2 separate regions of the Rattus norvegicus genome follow, and region 2 is linked to region 1. The links are chromatin contacts, called in public Hi-C maps. All regions are on one chromosome and are shown on one strand. The core of a region is the stretch at or near the end of the contact, and the rest is flanking DNA. Distances in the headings are between cores, read along the strand shown.

Evidence for each region. A called contact is a pair of places that touch in the nucleus more often than the background predicts.
Region 2: a contact with region 1 is called in a Hi-C map of the Rat2 cell line, with 7 times the contacts expected there. The contact joins two enhancer-like sites.

Annotation. Positions count from the first base shown.
Region 1 is chr15:104,156,095-104,158,794 of GRCr8, forward strand. No RefSeq gene overlaps it. Among named protein-coding and RNA genes, the nearest start is that of Rap2a, 150 kb to the left of the region's middle. Within about 2 kb of position 1,362, at least 7 of the 93 cell types and tissues checked have an H3K27ac peak or open chromatin away from gene starts, as enhancers often do.
Region 2 is chr15:104,285,233-104,287,932 of GRCr8, forward strand. No RefSeq gene overlaps it. Among named protein-coding and RNA genes, the nearest start is that of Ipo5, 130 kb to the right of the region's middle. Within about 2 kb of position 1,414, at least 7 of the 93 cell types and tissues checked have an H3K27ac peak or open chromatin away from gene starts, as enhancers often do.

The DNA of each region.
Region 1 (2,700 bases), core at 112-2,611:
AGAAGTCCCATGGTCTCTGGTATTTCTTCCCTTAAGGGCTCCAAGAAGATGAACTTCATGAGACTCAGAAAAATGATATCATGGTTGGTATATTTCTACACAAGCTTTCTGAATATTTTGTACACATTGCCCAAAGGAAACAATAAGCACATTTGAGACATGGTCTCAGATAGTCTAGGCTACCCTTCAACTTGTGAACCTCAAGCACAGTTAAAGGTGTGATGTAGGTAGAACCCAGGGATTTGTGCATGACAGAAAAGCACTCGACCAACTGAACTACATCCCAGCCCCAATGTTCATTTGAATAGACCTTAATTTCCTACATGGGCTTTTGTCAGGTGCCACTGAAGTAATATAGTATGCTTATTACAGATACCTAGCTTCATGTGGTGATACAGAGTTAGTAGGATGTGTAAGCAGACCTTTATTAATGAGGACAAATGAAAGACATTTAAGACAAGTGGGGAGTGTTGAGGGCAGCATCTCTGTGATTGAGTCACTCACTGAAGCATTCACCCCTTCAGACCACAGACAAACTGCAGGAAATTACTAATAAGTTTAGCATCTCACCCAAAAGGCAAAACTGACAGGAAGAAGCGACCAGAGGGCTTTAGTCACACAGAGGGTCAGAACATCCACAGAAGTATCCATGCCAAAGGATTAAGAACTAAGAGACAAGGAGCGGGTCTTAGCAGAGCCACAGGGAGGATGGAGCCAAGGAGAAAGTAACGGGCAGCACTGCTCAAATCTTAGCTTGTGTTTTCTCTTACCCACATCCAACTAAGTCACGTTGCATTCACTGCCTCAGGGTATAGGTGTGGCTCTGTGGACAAGGGAGATAAAGAATTTGCTGTTTTCCACGTTTCAAGGATGGACACCCTTGGAGAAATAGCAGAGCTAGACAACATGACCTCCAGGAGTAAAAGCTCCTACTCAGGCACAGAGAGAATTCCCAGGGCTCCTGGAAGATAAAGGCAGGAAACAGATGGTGCCTGTGGCAAGTGAATGAGGAGAGGAGAGGAGAGATAACTGAGAAATCAGCTCTCAGAGGAGAGTCTATGACTTGCTTCTGGGTTCTGGTCCCACAGAAGCCATGAAATTCCCCAGAGGACTGGAGGGATTTGGTAGAAGGGACTGATCCCTCCATCTACAGAGTCCCAAGAAGGATGCAGGACTCTTGAGAGGGAATAAATATATCTGCCCGTGATCGATAGCAGAAGAACCAATCCGTAGTGGACAGCTCTGGGCAGAGCTATAGAGGACCTGTGGGGCCTTGACCTTGGTCTATGCCAAGCATGTATCTCGCCACCTAGAAAGGAGCTAGATGCTTCCACATGCCTCAGCTGAGTTACAGAAATATATGAAACATATCCCTGGATTTAGTTTAAGAGTCATAGTCCGCCACAGCTCACCGTGACTCATACAAAGGCCTCAAAGCTTGCAAGCGTAGGTAAATTTTCAAGGTCACCAAGCCATTACCAGACTACAAGTGCAGGCACATACGCTTTCCCCTATTCTTACTCCTACTAGAGCACAGTGGCCCTCAACCTTCTAATGCCTAACACAGTTCATCATGATGTGGGGACCCCCCAACCATAAAATCATTTTCATTATTACCTCATAACTGTAACTTTGCTACTGTTATGAACTGTCATGTGAATATCCATGATGAAGGTAATGGTTCTATGTGACCCCTGTGGAAGGGTCATTTGACACCCTGAAGGGGTTGTGACCCACAGGTTGAGGAGTGTCAGGGTCTTCTATCTTTGCCTCACTGTTTGAGTAGAAGAGGATGAGGTCCTCCTGTGAAGATAGTCCAATCTGGGTCACTGTGTGTGTGTGTGTGTGTGTGTGTGTGTGTGTGTGTGTGTGTGTGTGCTTCTGAGTCTGTGTCTCTGTATGTCTGTGTGTGTCTTTGTATCTACGCATGTATGTGTGTCTGTGTCTGTGTGTATATGTATGTGCCTGTGTGCCTATGTCTGTGTGTTTGTGTGTGTATATGTCTAAGTGTATGTGTGTGCATGGCCATGAGTGCACATGAATGTGCATGCATGTGAAGACAGAGGACAACCTCATGTATTGTCAACCATGTTTTTGAGACAAGAGTATTTCACTGTGATCTGAGACTTTCTAATTATGCCTGGATAGCAGATCACCAAGCCCTGGGGATCTACCTCCCCGGAGCTATGATCACAAATGCACCCCATCATGTCTCTGTTTTTACTGGGCTCTGGGAATTGAATTTGGTTCCTCGTGACTGTATAACACTTAGTAATGATCTATCTCCCTAGCCTACCATCTTTTAGCTTTATAAAAAGAGACTCAACTTGACTCAGCTAGACCCTCCTCACTGTTTACCCAAAGGTTTAGCATCAATATATAACAAAGATACTTGTGCATTTGTATTTATTGGAACACTATTAAAGATCACTAACCACATAAGGGGAGGTTTGAGTGGGAAGAGGGATGGGAGGTGTGGTGGTTTGCATGAGAATGGCATTCATGGGCTCTTATGTTTGGATGCTTGGTTCCTGGTTGGTGAAACTGGGAAGACTTAGGAGCCTGGTTGGAGGAGATTCCCAGTAAACACTCTCTTTGCTTAGGGCTGTTGTCTCAAGATAAGCTCTCAGCTACTGTTTCACCTCTGGGCTCCCTGGTGTAACAGTCATGGACTCTCACTCACCCTCTGAAACTGTAAGG
Region 2 (2,700 bases), core at 164-2,663, 130 kb after region 1:
ACCCAATTTAGGATGGATATCTCAGTAACAACTCCCATCAGTAGGATCTCTAAAACCAAAACAAATTTAAAACTACTTTCCAAAATAAATAAAACAAATATCAGAGAGGATGTGGAGAAATTGGAACCCTTTTACACTGAGGGCAGGAATGTAAAATAGTCTGACCTCTATGGAAAACAGTGTGATAATTTCTCAAAATACTAAAAAAGAAAAATAGTTCTAGGGCCTGGGAGGATGTCTCAGTAAATTAAAGCACGTGCCTGACCTCCTGAATTTGACCCCCAAAACTTCCTCACAGCGGGAGGAAGAAACGACTCCCACAAGTTGTCCTCTGACCTCCCCAAGTGTACACACACAATACACACATGAACCCATACATGCACACACTTACACAAACATATACATACATAAATACATACATACACACATACATACATAGGTATGCACACACATACACAGACACACTCAGAGACATGCTTACATAAACACATAAGCACATATATGCACACAATGCATGCACATACACATGCATTCCCGCACACTCTCGTGAGGGTGTGTGCTTGGCGTGTGCACAGGCACAAACACATAGACACACACACACACACACACACACACACACACACACTGTCTCTTCCTGGAGTTCAAATGATGAAAACAGATTCAAACAGATCAATATTTTAGGAAAAAAACAAGTACAATGGGACATGCTCAAGGAGTGGCCAGGCATGTCCTGTGACCGTCAGCTGCCCAAGTCAGGTGGGTACCCTTGCAGCAACAAGGGAGGCTGGACGAGCCAAAGGGTTGGTTCATGTCCTTCACCCTTTGTTCAACTGTGACACAGTGAGGTCCAGAAATACGTAGTATTTTAGTGAAGTGAAACAAAACCAGATTAACAAGCCAGCTCTGTGCCTTTGCTGACACACTGGTAAAATATCTTGGGTCTTTTCTGCAAATTCTTAGTCTCACGTCAGGATCATTTATTTACTATGTGTTAAACAAAGCAACTTTGTTAAATGTGCGTAAAAGCATTTGCCTTTGAGATGATAAATAAGTGTACTGTTTCCATTAAAAAGCACAATGCCGGGGCTGGGGATTTAGCTCAGTGGTAGAGCGCTTACCTAGGAAGCGCAAGGCCCTGGGTTCGGTCCCCAGCTCCGAAAAAAAGAACCAAAAAAAAAAAAAAAAAAAAAAAAAAAAGCACACTGCCTGGCTTCTAGACTTTCGGCCGATGGCTGCTGCATGAATAAATTCGTCAGAACTATGACACTGATAGGTCTGAGCTAGTTAAGAAACATTTCTTTGGGGATCAGAAGCGTCGAGGCTGAAGAGAAGGCTCGGTGGGTGAGAGCAGTTGCCACACAGTCAGGTTTGGATCCCTGCACCTATGTAAAAAGCTGGGGGTGGCTTCGTACAACAGTAACCTTGGCGGCGCTGTGGGGAGTGATGACAGGATGGTTGGGGCTTGCTGGCCACCAGTGAGAAGGAAGAGCGCGCCCAATTCCAGAGCTGGTCACATGACAGCTTTCAACCACGAGGCAAAGGAACGCTTCGATGAGGAAGTGAAACGAGCAAATGCCTGAAAGAAGGAAGCAGCGGCCTGGGAATACACTCCTACATAGGAGAACCACTAATGTCTGCACTCAGACTGGAGAAAGCCTGATGTGTTCAGCAACATGTGTGGTTGGAGCAAAGTCAGCTCCAAAACAAAATGAGCCAATAGTTTTAATTAATTAATTAGCTATTTAATTAATTACATCCCAAATATTGCCCTCCCTCTCGGTCCTCCCTCTCAGAGTTCCTCCCCCATACCCCCTCCCTTTGCCTCTAAGAGGACAGCCCCCACCCCGCATGCCCCCATCCAGGTGCATCAAATCCCTGCAAAATTAGGCACATCCTCTCCGATTGAGGCCAGATGTGGCAGCCCTCTGTTACATATGTGTCAGGGCCCGTGTACGCTCGTTGGTTGGTGAGCCAGTATTTCAAAGCTTTCTGTGAGAGAGACAACAGTTACTCCTGTGCCCCTTGGTGTCATGATTGCCATCCTGGTACGTCGAGCTATGCGGCCTAATGTAGCTCTGGGCTCTTTTAGACGACGTCATATTAGGAAACCTGACTCAGTCCCCAACTCGTTGGCTCTGTTGCTTTCTATTCCTGTGATGAAACACCATAACTAAAAACAACCTGGGGAGGAAAGGGTTTGCTTGACTTGCTGGTCCATCATCAGGAGAAGCTAAGGCAGGAACCTGGAGATTGGACCGGAAGCAGAGGCTGTGGAACGGTGCTGCTCAGTGCTTGCTCCCCAGGGCTGTCTCTGCTTTCTTACAGAACCCAGAACCAACCACCCGCCCAGAACAGCACCACTCATCGCGGGCTAAATACTCTCACATCCACCAGTAACCAATAAAACACCTTACAGGCTTGCCTACGGGCCAGGTTGACGAGGACATGTTCTCAACCGAGGGTCCCCCTTCCCAGATGACTCTAGGTTGTGACGACCTGACAAAAACCTGGCCGACACGCCCACTCTGCGTTAAAACTCAGCTCTGTGAGCCCCAGCTGGCTCCGTGCCAGGTTGAACAGCAGTTGCGAGTCACGAGGACAGAGTCCAAGAAGAGGGCGCTGCTTCAAAAATCTAACCTAACTCCTAGGAAAACAGAAGCGAAATGTATCCCACGGAGAACCCACATCCCTACCCTGAAA